Linked DNA regions of Arachis hypogaea: region 2 is linked to region 1. Evidence: chromatin contacts called from public Hi-C data. All regions are on one chromosome and are shown on one strand. Each heading gives the region's core, a stretch centred on a gene start, on an enhancer-like site or on the middle of the called end of the contact. The rest is flanking DNA. Distances are from core to core; before and after follow the strand shown. Region 1 holds the start of LOC112783996. Region 2 holds the start of LOC112782831.

What was found. A called contact is a pair of places that touch in the nucleus more often than the background predicts.
Region 2: a Hi-C map of leaf shows a contact between it and region 1, with 1.8 times the contacts expected there. The contact joins the promoter of LOC112782831 here to the promoter of LOC112783996 in region 1. A contact is called at or near these places in 4 of 8 Hi-C or Micro-C datasets (leaf and an unstated tissue).

Annotation. Positions count from the first base shown.
Region 1 is chr20:46,289,426-46,296,415 of arahy.Tifrunner.gnm2.J5K5, reverse strand. It overlaps LOC112783996, which reads right to left and starts at 2,509. Exons shown (of 10, transcript XR_011879275.1): 1 at 74-2,509.
Region 2 is chr20:47,038,245-47,045,399 of arahy.Tifrunner.gnm2.J5K5, reverse strand. LOC112782831 reads right to left here and starts at 5,030. Exons shown (of 8, transcript XM_072229281.1): 1 at 4,398-5,030; 2 at 4,110-4,235; 3 at 3,559-4,004; 4 at 3,249-3,435; 5 at 2,994-3,115; 6 at 2,712-2,829; 7 at 1,681-1,732; 8 at 1,232-1,573. The coding sequence starts at 3,109. The coding sequence ends at 1,724. It overlaps LOC112782833 (la-related protein 6C), which reads right to left and starts at 478. Exons shown (of 10, transcript XM_025825456.3): 1 at 1-478. The coding sequence starts at 241.

The DNA.
Region 1 (6,990 bases), core at 1,260-3,759:
AAGAAATGAAAAGAGGAAAAATACTTAGGGGAACAAATAAATTGGAATGAGAATGAGAAGCAGCATAAGTAACCGTCAGTTGGAAACAAGATAAATTGGCGTTGTTAGAAGTGGATGGAGTTGAAGTAAGCTCAGCCATGAGTGGGAAACGTGGGAAACAGTGAAATCCCGTTACTCTTCGCCGGGGCTTCTAGTGGCTGACTGATGGTGGCAAAGAAGAAGACGACCGGGGACAGCAGCCCGGGAAAATAGAGCAGAGAAGCGCCATCGCACTTTGCAGCCACTGGTGGTGTCGTCGTCACTGAGGGTCGTCGTCACCGAGAAGCAGTGCAGCACCGTGGCCGTGAAGGTGAGAGAAGCAGTCGAACAGAGGAGCTTTGGCGCGGACCAAGGTGACTCTGAGACTGGTGAGTGGTGACGGTGGCTGGTGAGAGACAGAGAGAGGGCTGAGAGGGAAAGGTGGCGCCGTACGTTAGGGTGAGGGGACTGAGGGTGCGTGGCTGCCTTGTGCGCTGCGTGCCCTAGGGCTGCGATCGGTTCTCAAAAAGGTATGACACTTGAAAACATAGTTATCAGAACCGAACCGGCAATCAACCCGGTCATATGACTGGGTCACCGGGTCATTTGTTCAACTAGTGGTCACTGATTCACCCGGTTGACCCGGCCATAATTAAAAAAATATATATAAAATTATATAAATAAAATTAAAATTATGTATTAAAATTTAAAATGTAAGTCTTTACAAACATAATAATAATAATAATAATAATAATAATAATAATAATAATCAAATATTAATTTTGTTCATATTTATGCCTGAATCTCTATAGACAAATAAATGAAATATATTCCAACAGAAGTTTTGATCATATTTATGCCTGAATCTCTGTAGAAATATTACATAACCTATATATTCCTTCAGTTGTGGACTTGTGGCCACCTAGACAGATAAAAACAGCTAATAATGTTATATATGAAAAGAAAAAAAAAATTAATACTCCATCTTGAAAATGGCCTAATTAAAAATAAAGAGTACAAAAACACCTCGTTCAAAGATAAGACTTCAGAGACCATTTAAGACATAATGATATATACTACAAAGTGAAATTATGCCAACAGACATGTTCAAAATGATCCAGCATTTATATAAATTTATTACCAATAAATCTATAAGGAACCTAAAGAAAGATAACAAATTTGTACAAGAAGATCCTTACTAAACTGAATGTCCAAGAATTAACAAGTAAATGATCCCAAAACTACACCCAAGATGAACTATCAACACCTAATGCAGCATAAAATCACAATCCAGTTCAAAACAGATCCAATTACAAGAAATACACACTTCAAAGAGGTAACCAACAATTCTACACCAAAAATCCAAACGCATAGTTTGAACTTAATAGGATCGGATCAGATCTAATGATCTCAAATCAAACTACAGACAAAACAAATACAAAGTTTTGACTCAAAACCAGAATTTATAATCGGAAAAATACTATCAAAGAAAATATATGGAAGCAACAAACAGCATTTAATTCGATTTCCATTTTAGCATTCAGCAACAAACATTACAAAACAGCAACAAGTAATCCCTAATCACACTAAACCTGAAATCAATAAAGCTAACAGAGCATAATCCCTAATTACAAAACAGCAACAAGTAATCCCTAATCACACTAAACCTGAAATCAATAAAGCTAACATAGCATAATCCCTAATTACAAAATAGCAACAACTAATCCCTAATCCCTAATCCATTTTTAGCAGCAGCAAGAAAATTTCAACAAAAATTTTAGGAATTAAAAAAAGAGGCACAAAATCAATTATTTGATTTTCATTAATCATTCACAATTTCACATTCAAAAATCAGCAAACAGAGCATAAAAGGAAGAGAAGAACCCAAGAAGTGAAAGCAGTACTACTAACCTTCAACGGAGACACGGACGACGACCAGCGAAACGACGGCGACCGGCGACACGGCGGCAAGCTGCTCCAAGCCTCGAACAGAGAAGCCCGGGAGGACGGGGACAGGGGGAAGGAGGACGCCGAGCTACAAGAGAGGAAGCGTAGGCGCCGACAGCATGGACGGCGACAGCACTACGGCAGAACCATTGCAGGGAGAACCTAGGGTTTGGTTGGGTGATTTTGAACTTTGCTTCAGAGTTCAGAGAGACGAAGCAAGCGTTGATGAAAGTTCTGGGCCGAAGCTGAAACCCTAAACCCAGACTCACGGCGGAGGAAGCGTTGATGGCCGAAGCAGGAAGATGAACTTAGCACGACAGAGCTTGCGACGAGCTTGAGGCGGCGACGCGAGTTTGAGGCAGCAACGAGCTTAAGGGAGCGACGCGAGCTTGAGGGAGCGACGCGAGCTTGAGGAGCCAGCGACGAGCTTGAGGGAGACTGGGAGAGAGTGGCTAGAGAAGAGAGAGGTGAGATGGATGTTGGTTCTAGGTTTGGGCACCACAGCGCAGGGGAGTAAGTGATGAAGAGAACGGCACCGTTTTCCTTTAAAAAAAAAGGGTCCGGGTTATATGAATCGGTCCCGGTCACCAATTTTCATGACGGCCGAGTCGAACCAGTTTTCACCAAGTTCATTACTTAAACGGTTCGACAAATAGCTTGGCCCGGCCAGATGATTGGGTGACCAGATTTTTGGTCGAACCGACCGAGTCGAGCCGAATTTGATAACTATGCTTGAGAACAAATAGCTAGATGAGATACACAGAAATTAAATTTTTGTATTTTATTTAGTGATAAATTAAAATAAATTATAAAAGTTTAATTTATTTTTAACTTTTTATTTAAAAGTTTCGGAAAAAATATAATTATAAAAAATTAATAAAAATAATTAAAAAAATAAAAAATAAATTGTGTCTTCTATTAGTGTTTGTTCCGAGAGTTACTTGAAACCGAGTTGTTTTTGGGCTGAACGTGAGGTCTAAACTCTTTTGGGGTAGTGTTCGATGTTTACTGATGTCAATATGTTGCCGTTCGAGTTCCTCGTGAAGAGATGGAGGATGGTACCTACAAGGGACTCCGATACTTAAGTTAACAAGGGTTTTAGGCAGATTTTTGTAGATCGGATTCGAAGTATACTTGGGGTGTCTGTGTATTTATAGTGGTGGATGTAGAGTCGATAACCACGTTTTAGAGTAGCTCCACCTTTAATGGTGGATAACGGTTCCCTTTTGTTAGGGAAGTTGTTGAGATCTCCTTTCTAAATGAGTAGTAGAGATTGTAGGAGTTAGTTATTGATTCAGGTAAGTAGGGTTTGTATAACATCGTTGCACCCGACCTCTATGAGATTAGATAGGTGTTAATCCAGTTGATGTCTTTTGATTGGGCTTTACTTATTTTGGGCCTGGCTTTGTTTTGTGCCAGGGTATGAACAGTGCCCCTGCTTGAGACCGAACTTCATGAGATTGGATTCAAGCATTTACAGGTTGGGCTTAGTTTATTGTGGTGTCGGTTTAGCACGTCGAGTAAACCACCTTTCAAGGAGTTAGTCGGGTACTCGACATGTTTGCAAATTTGAAGTGTTATGTCTTTTCATGATCATTCGTACGTTCTGTACAATTATTTTGGTAATCGTGCATGTCAGGGGGAGTGAATTTACCATTCTGCCCCTAGAGTCTTATAAATATTCAACCCCTTTTTTCTTTCTTCTTTTTGCTTCTTCTAAAACGTTTTCATTTCATTCTCTCTTAAAGCTTTTCATTTTCTTCGTTGAAACCCTTTTTTGCTTTCGAGATTTCTTCATCTTGAATTTCTACTTTGAATCTTCGCTTGTACTTTCTTGAGAGGTTTGGAACATTCGTGTGTTTACTGCTACGTGCACTCCTTCATTTCGCATTCAATCAAGGTTGGTCTTGCATTTCTTGTTTTATTTTCCGCACCCCTATTCTTTGATGGATAATGTGCTTCTGGATACAATCGTTCTTGATGTTTGTGTGAAAAATGGTTTCCTATTGATGGTTATTGATATTCTTTTGAAATTGTATTTTCGTGGTTGTTCTGGACTTCTGCATTCTTTTCTTTGAAAAGTATTCCTTTACGTATTAAATGTGGGGCCTTTGCTCTATGCCCCCAAATGGTGTCGTTTTTCCCTCTGAAAATGGCGCCATTTCAAGTTCTAGTAATGTGGTTTGATTGCTAGGCTCACAAGAGGTTTTAAGAACTATGAAGTTCTTTTATATTGTTGAAGACGATCCGACCTCTTGCGGACTTGTCTGAATATTTGTGTTTTTGTACTCGGCTTTCCAACTTATTGTGATGATTTTCTTTTGCTGTGTTGTAGGTATAGCTTTATGTCTCGTTCAGTACTACTCAACATGTCTTCTAAAGTTCCATCCGACCAAGACTAGGTAGATATTACTGTACTTTCTGTTGTCCCTATAATTAATAATGAGTATGCCGAAATTTTTCCTAGACAATATAGGTTGTGTAGAGATCGGGGGGATGAGAATAAATACGAGATTGTGGTTGCTGATCTCAAGGATAGAATTTATTTTTCCCGACTTGACAAGTCGGAACGTTATTTTATTTACATGTATGAATACTGTTTTACTAGGCAGGCGGCGAGTCTCCCTTTTTCTGATTTTGAAGCTAAAATTCTCCATCTCTGTAAAGTTGCCCCTTCTCAACTCCATCATAATTCTTAGGGTTTTCTAAAAATTTATTAGCTAATAAGTGGAGAACTCGACGTACCCTTATCCTCAAAAGTTTTCTTTTTTGTGTTTCAACTCACTAAACCATTTAGTTCCGAAAAATAGAGCTGGATTTCTTTCCGGGCTGTTCAAGGAAGGAAGGTCTTTTTCATTTTTGACGATTCATTTCATGATTTCAAAAAATATTTTTTCAAGATCCAATCAGTTGAGAGTATTCCTCCTTTCTTTCTAAATGAGAGAGATGAAGTCCTTTTTAGTTTATATTGGGAGGAGTTCCCCACAATTATAAAATACAACCTTGAGGATTTATATGAGGTAGAAAAGTGTGTAGTTATCCTGTCCCAAGAGTGTTAGGGCCGAGCTCCTAACCTTGATACCAAGAAATTCCTGGTAGGAAAGCCAAGCTACGTCTGAGCTATGTAGTACTTTCTTTGCATTTTGTAGATACCTTTTTGTTGGTATTTATTATGCATATGTAATCCGACTTTGATGTTTGATTTTGCAGCAAAGATGACTAGTGGGTTGAATGCCTTGAAGAGCCTTTGTCAAGCCAAAAAGAATGTTGCCCGAGTCATTCAATTGAAAGAGGTTGAAAGGTTAGGTGACCTCTCTTCCTCCAAGTAGGATTTGGGTCCCTCTCAATTAGTTAAGATTCTTCCTGATCCTACTCCTCCTCCTTTTACTCCTCCTGGTGGATCCGATATTCAGACAATTCCTCTCGTTCCTCTTTTTCCCGGGCCAAAATAAAAAAATGTAAGACTTTTGAGTCTGGAAGTGTGTATGAACAAGGTTTTAATATTGTGATTTTTTGTGAGATACACGTCCTTCCCCATAGTTTTATTAGTATGGACGATGTTTCTATAAAAAATCACATTTAGGTTTTAGCCTGAAGTGGGATTAGGACGGCCAGATTTTGTTCTGCTTTGCTGAGACAACTTGAAGAGACTCCTCTTGGTGCCACTCAGGAAACTTTGACGGACTTATAGGCTGAGGTGGCATCTCTACAGGAGTCTAAGTAGGAGTTGGAAAAGGAAAAGGAAACTTTCATTTTCGACCTTTCAAAACTTAGAGAGAGGGTAAAGTATGCTGAAGCTTTAAATGTCATGGTGAAAGGTTTAAAGAAGAAGGCTGATAAGAGTTACACTCGAGTTTTTAGGGAGAAACTGGATTTGATGGATGAGGTCGCCAAGCTGAAGGAGGGATATGCTAATTTGGAGAAGTCGATTGCCTAAGGTATGGAGAAATGACCGAGAACTTGAAAGCTTAGTTTCGAGTTGTTGCTCTCGAGGTGGATCTCTCTCTTATTGATCCTGAGTCCCGACATGATTGTGGTTGATGGAAAAATCTTCCTCCCCCTGAAGATTACATCCTTTCTAAAAATCCCAAGACATCGAATGCCTGGGTTGAGGGAGCTTCTCAAAGCTTTCCAACTCGGATGGACGAAGAACCCTCATTCTCTCCGATCCGACTTGAAGAGACTCTCCTTACCTTCTTAGCTTAGCCTGAAGAAACTTCCAACATGACCTCTGTTGAACAGGATCCCTCTTCTTTGTTCTTTGACTTCTTGATATTTGATGGCCTAGTTTGTGGGTCTTGTGAATACTTTACTTTTGTAATAGTTTAGTTTGAACATTTTGTTAAACACTCTTTGTTGATGGATTCTGCCCCTTCGAGGGCTTTTTGAAACATCGTGGCTTCTACTACACTTTTTTATAAGTGTTTTGCTAACATTTATCTTCAAATATGTGAATAGTTTCCTTAACTCCTGCCGAGTGAATTTTTGTAAGGTCAGATAACTTTAGCAATTCATTTTGGGACCACTTCTCTTGTCAACTTGTTTCGTACAAGTGATTTTTCAAGTTTTGGCCACGATCTGCGTGTATAACTTCTTACACTAACTTGGACTTCGGCACTTTATCTTGCCGACCATTTTAGGTCGGGCAATGATTTTTGCATTTTTTCGAGCTTAAATTAGTGAGTGTTAGTAGGGTAATCAATAGAATAAATGATGAATTATCATGAATGAAGGAACAATTTACAAATGCTATTTTGCTACTAAGAGCTTTTTCTATTGTGACTCCTAGCCCTTGCTATGATGCCTCGTTAAAACCCCTTCAAGAAAAATCATTGTTAGGAAAAATCGTGAAGTCAGAAAAAAGAGTACATCAAGGAACAAGGTTTGATTCTTGATAAACCCCAATTTTGTGGTTTATCTTGGGCTTAATTTAGAGAATTTTATCAACTTTTCTCACATTTATTCAACAAAATATCATGGTTTTGTAATTCTCCTTAAATTTGTGCTTAAGTGTGAAAACATGTT
Region 2 (7,155 bases), core at 3,781-6,280, 750 kb before region 1:
CAGGATCATGATCTCCAACGTAGAACCAATCCGAATCAGAAGATCCACCAAGAATCTGAAAGCAGGGATAGAAATAACCGGAAATCGGAACCTGCGTATGCGATCTTGGAACAAATTCAGGTGCTTGCGCATTGAACTTGAAACCCGATTGCGCACTCTCTTGTGCAGCAGCAGCACCCCCGCTACCACCTTTTTCTGGATCCTCAGGGATCATCTTCTCTTCGGCTTGTACCTGCGCCATTCTTATCTTCTTCTTCTTCTTCTTCTCCCTGTAATTCGATTTGTGTGCGTTAGAATTGGTGAATTGGGGAAATTGGGAATTAGGGTTGTGGTGGTGTAACGAAGAGAGAGTGTGTGTGTGGGTGTGTGGGTTAATAGGTGCTATTGTTTCGGTTATTGAATCCACGTTTCGCGCCAAAAGAAGGGCAAAACAAAATAGTTAGTTATAGTTTTCTTAAACACATGCTTCTTTTCTTTTGACTAAATCTAATGCTTACTTTGCTATTTATTCCCCTCAAACCATGCTCATTCCTCAAACCATTTTCCGTACATCCATCATTTTTCTTTTTTTCCAACAAATTCCTTTTAAGTTAATATATAATTAGGTATTCATCACGTGGATAAGTATGATTCTTTTTAAAAGAATAATTGTAGATATTAATTACTTTAATTCGTTAAGTGACGAAAATTTTGTTTTTGGTAAACAACAAAGGAAAGAAAAACAAAAAGAAGCACTAATTCTTTCTAAATGACAGCATCAATACAATCAATTTGACAAAGATCATCGTCTGGAGCCAACCATTCACCATAATTCGAATTTATTTAGGCACTTTATTTTACAAGCAGGTCATCTACACAATTTATCTCTCTGTATATCGATTAAATCAGACTCTCTATAATTAGTGATGTTTTGTATTAAAAGACCTCATGATTATATAGATAATAATGGGTAAAAATAAATCATTTGTACAAATATTCAATAATTTATTATTACATTAATTAACAAAAATGTAAATAAAGTGTACAGGAAGTAAACTTAAAACAAGAGAGACGGGAAAAAGAGGGCGGGGGAGGAGTTGACTTATCGTTACGCTTTTTTTGCCACGCTTTTAAAGCATTATAATAGCAAGAGATACTGCCATACTTTTAAAGCGTGGCTTTATCCTTATCAAATTAAAAAAAATCTTGTATATCCTTACCAAATTAAATGAACAGAACAGAGTAAAACCTGTTTGCAACCACCAAGAACAATAGATATGTAATAAACAAAGTCAAGCAGCAGGTCAAACAGTTTTACATCATTTAGAAATATCTGTAATCACATTGGGGATACAAAATTACAAACTAGTGTTATTACAATCTTCAAATGATCAAAATAATCCATTAGGAAAAACAGTATGATAAAACAAGATATAAAAGAGCATGATGAAGCCGACTATGAGACGACCTTGAGCAATAATCCATTTTTTGCACAGTATTGGATAGTAAAATTTTCAGAATCCCTCAATAATTTATTTAGATTCAGAGCTCTAAGTCCTTGCAATTCCTTCCCTGCCGCTATCAAGCCTGTTGCCTGTTCAATTCAATAAATAAAAGGTTATGCTCAAGCCACCCAAAAAAGGTATCCAGGGACAATAGAATCTCAAGGATCCAAGTTACAAAGCAAAAGGAAATGCTTGCCTGTGCAGCACTGCTTGATGGTTCTCCCACACTGGCACTGCAATTACATGGCCTATATAACAGCAATAATTCATCAATTTCCATGACTCAAGGAATGAAGATTAGCAGCAAGAGAGTACATTACATGGCAAGACAACCTTGGTACTGAAGCAACAACCAAAGTTCATATAAAGCAAAGAAAAGAAAAGAAATGAAATGAAATGAAAAACCTGCTGAAAACAGTATCAAACAAGGATAACCACTCTAGCCTAATTTTTTGTAATCTGCCAAATTCAGTTTATCAAACAAATCAGATACCTTAACATATTTTCATAGGAATGAAATCTTAATAATATATTGTTAGGGACTTGGGTATTATGGGTGCTCAAAGTCCCACATCGAGTAGTATGGGATGCTTGATGTTGTATATAAGGAGAGTGGTTCTTCCCCCTTAACAGCTAGCTTTTAAGGTGTGGTTTCCCACTTTCCTTAGATACCTAACATATATTCTCCAAATATTTCACAGCCATCATTGCCTTTTTAATTAGCTTTTGATATATATATATATATTAGTAATAGACAATAAAACTATTATCAAAATAATTAACTACTACTATCCCATGTTGAAGGTTCCTCAATAATAATGTAAAGTCAATAAAAAAAATTAACGCTAGCTCAATATCCCTCTTCTAATGCTAAATATCTAGTTCTAATTATTATTGCCGAAACATTGAGACAAAGAATGAAGGGAGCCAGGGAATAAACCTAGCTAGAAAAAGAACTTATTGCATACTTTGTTTGTTAAATTATTTCAATTCGGAATCAGACATACAACGAATAGAGGATCCTAAGAAATTTCATTAGTCAAAAACTTTGTATGAAAAACAGAGAGAAGAAAATCCTCTACTTTCGTTCTAATCAAGATCAATGCAATAAAATCATGTATTCATGTCAATGGCATTAGATTTAAGTTTATTACCTTGTTGAGTTACTTGTATATATTCCTACATTAACAAGAAAAAGAATCAAATTATTTCTATCAACAAACAAACCTGTGTCTCAGCTGAATTCAAACCAGAAGAAAATGGCTTCACATCATCATCTCTGAATCCTTTTAGACCAGCAACAATGTCATTCACGGCGACGGAATCATCCCAGGGTGCGAACTCTCTGATGAAAAGCAACTTCGATCAAAAAATGCTTTTTAAGTATTACTCATCATAACATTTAAACAAAAACTTGGACATTTTAACACAGACATCTTAGAGCTATTAAGTTCATCAATATTTAAATAGTTTGAAAGAAATAATAAATGGTAAATGTTGCACATATACCCTTTAGGATTTATCCCAGCAGCTGCAACATACAGATCAAGCTTCCCAATGGATTGCCATTTCCATGAACTCCAATCTCCAAGTCCCAAAATTCTGCTCCCATCAGTAACAACCATATCAACCTGAAAAGAACATAAAAAGAGATGTCTCATTATTAAAATGTTGAAATGCATCATTGTTCATCACTATTGTGCGTATAAAGTTGAGCTTCAATTAGAAAGAAATAATAAAACCATAGCAGATAAAAATATATACCTTATACACTTATCATGATGCAGTTTGTAGTGAGTTTTCCACAGGTTGGCCAATCAATTCTATGTAGTGAGTTTGTAGCATTGTACACTCCTGAATCCACAGCACTTTTCGCAGATAAAAACACATGGAACTTTCCATTTGGGCTGGTCGAAATTCCAAAATGATCGTCATAGTTTTGGGCACCTACCTTCTCAATAATTGATATAGTTTCATAAACTAGTAAAATTTGCTCCATTCACTTTGAATGTTGAGCCTTATTCAATTATCAAAAAAAAAAAAAAAAGAAAGAAGAAAAAACATAGATACATACCTGAATCTTGGAAAGAGGGCACAACTTATGATTCGAGTAAGCTTCAGTATATGCTATTCTTGAGTTGAGCTACATGAAAAGAAATACGTACTAGTATCTAAAAGGATTTAAAAGAGGGAGAATTTAGAAGATATTATTAAAGTGACTTACTTGATCTCTTTTTCATTGATGGGGTGCTCTAACTGCATACAATTAATAACACACCTTTTCTTGAATATATCCACCAATGTCTCTCAATACAACATTTCCTAAAGTAAGTATTTACTAATGGCCCTCCCAATCCACCAACCGAAGTAAGTATTTACTTCACATAAATGTTAATGTAGTAATAGGCATCTCAAACCAAAGTAGCAACAACGTCACATACATTTTTCATTTTAGCTTTACCTTTGGTTTCAAGTCTCTATGAATGATACCATGACTTTGTAATATTTTCATACCAGAACCTACAAAACACAGGACCAAACTCCTTAGTTGCAAACTTGCAAGGCTAAAAACATGCTCCAACACCAAAAGAATACTTCAATAAAGAATGCAGGAAAAAGAGTTACCAAGCTGCTGCATGAATCTTCGGGCAGTTTATTGTTGAACTCTCCCATGGGATCGGATATAAGAAGCAAGGTTCCCTCCAGCACAGAACTCCATCACCAAGTACGCACATCCATCATACATTCATACTAAAGTAGAAATCAGAAATAGCGAAAGTTTAAATAACAATAATAAAATGATCCTTCAATTATGCAACAAAAAATTGATTTTTTCGACATATTTCACTTTAATTTAAAAAATAAGAAAAAGGGAATTCAAATAAAAGGGGACTAAAATTAAAAAAGAAGAACCTGGAAGAAATCAAGGAGGCGAACGATGTTGGGGTGGTTGACGGAGGACAAGAAATTGAGCTCGCAGTGGATCGATGACTTAAGGCGGGGGATGAGTTTGGAGAGGAAGACCTGTTTCACTGCCACCTCTTCGTCGGTGCCTCTGTGCTCGCCCTCCACACCGCCGAGAACGACCCATTTCCGATCTTCCGCTTCAGAATGATGTCCTTTACTCTTCCATTCCTGTTGATAGTGATAGAACTGCTGCTGCTTCTTTGACGGAGAAGAGCGCCGCGGTAGGGACTCGCGACTTGGCGACGAGGAACGCGCCACCGCCGTGGATTGCATGAGAAGGATGGCAGGGCAGAAGAACAGCGTCGCAGATGGAGGAGGAGGAGGGACGCACTACGATCTACGACTCTACGGATGGAGGGAGGGAGGCGCTATGGAGGAGAACGGAGATTCTGAGAATAAGGGTGAGGGAGGGACTGAGGGAGGCGCTGCGTGAGTGAGTATCACTTAGGGTTTTAGGGGCTTTGTTATTACGTTATTAGGAGTGTCACGTTTTGACGAAAGAACGAAAGCTTTTTTTTTGTTGGGAAACTTTTGGCCATGCTTTTTAAGCGTGCCAAAAGAATTATAAGAAATGGCCACGATTTTAAAATGTCATTATAATGAAATTATGTCTCTATGCTTCAAAAGCGTGCCTGTTTTCTTTATGACTATATTTACAAAAAAAGTGGCTAAATTTTTAATCAATTGCCACTTTTATAAAAGTGTGGTTATTGACCTCTTTTACCACATTTTTGAACCGTAACAAAAAAAAATATAGTCAAATCTCTAATCAATCGCCACTCTCATAAAAGTGTGATCATTGATGTTTTTTATTGTAGTGATTGAAACTTGATATCATAAAAGATACTAAGATCTTTCATGATGAGCAGTGGCGGAGCTTAGTTTAGACAAGGGGGTCATGGCCTCCCAAACTTTTTATAAAAAATTTAGTAGTACTTTTTCAAAAGATAGAAAATAGTTCAATTGACTTAAATACTTTACTATGACTTAAAGTATCTAATAAGTTCAATAAACAACACTCTCTTTATCTTTAAGTTCAAATATAAAAAATTAGATATTTTTTATTTATTTAATTTAATATTATTTTATATTTTACTATTTATTTAATTTAATTTTTTATATGATAAAAAATAATAGAATATTCAATAAGTATTAATATTATTGTATTTGTATAAATTAATAAAAAAAATTCAATAAATATAATAAGTTTTGATCTTTGTCCTTCTAACTTCTTCTTTACATATTTTACAGGATATATATTTAAATTTTTATATAAAATAATAATGAAAAATCAAAGAATTGATACATTTTTTAAGAGGAAGGCTAATATTTAAGAAGAAGAACATATAACTTTTACAATATCAACACCTGTAGATAGTTTTTCTACATTAATGAATCACGAAGAAAGTGAGATATAACCTTCAAAAGTTCAAAAAGTTACATCTGATGACTTTAACTTTAACTTTTTGGAACGAGATCTTGAAAAAGGGCTTTAAATTTGGCAATATCACCCAAACCAGAGAGATAAGATTAAACGAGCTTATTTTAAATGGGTTCATATCAAAAATGATAATTATTTTCTATTTGTCCCCTCAAAATTTTGTTTCAAGTTTCGCCACTAATTATGAATGTTCCTAAAAATAAGGTGAAATGAGGAGTCGTATTTCATAATTAAAAGTATAAGTACAAGTTGTTATCTCGTATATACAATAATATATAGTACAAATTTATATATTCTGAATTGATAATATAACAAAGACTATACTAACTAAGTAGGTTAATAATTAAAATTCGTTTATGAAAGATTACTCATTTTTTAAATTAATTTTTAAAGATTAAATTAGTTATATTAATCCTAAAAGTTAAATTACAAGTTAAATTAGTCTTTTCGTAAGTTAAACGATGATGTATTATATTAACTGCTATTTGGTATGATGATGTAATAGATTAATATTACGTATCAAAAGATGATTGGTTGGTATTTCAAACAAATTGGCAACATATGGCATGCCATGTGTCATTTGGCACATTATAAATTTATTTAGAATTAAATTAGTCCCTAAAAATATACATGTAAATTATTTTTATTCCTAAAATTTTAAAAATTGATTAAATTAGTTTTTATATAAATTTCTCTTATTTTCATAATATTAAATTTTTAATAATTTTTAATGCTACTAATTTTAATATCTTTTTTAAATCTTAATAAACAAAAAAAAATCTTTTACATAAAATAATAAAAATAATTAAATTATTACAAAGTTATTTTTTTATTTGTATTTTAAAATTTTATATTTTAAAATTATATTTTTTGTAGTGAATTTTTTTTATTTAAATGATTTTATCAAACTATTATTAATTATATACTTAATTTTTTTTTTAATTTTACTAAATAAATATAGTAGTTATTTTAAAATTTAAATTTTTTAAGTTTTTAAAATTTATAATTTTGTTATTGTTTAATTTATGTGGTAAAACTCAATAATTAAAAAATCGATTTATGGGATCACTTGTTAAATCTTAATATCTTAATGTAGTTTTTGTAATATTATTATTACTTAGTTATTGCCATTTCTCTATGTTTTCTCAATTATCATATTTTTTTTTAAATTAATTTGTTAAAAAGAATTTTGAACTAAAACAAATATAGAAAGATAAAAATAGATAACTCATGATAGCTTGGACTAAATTTTTAGGTGAGATC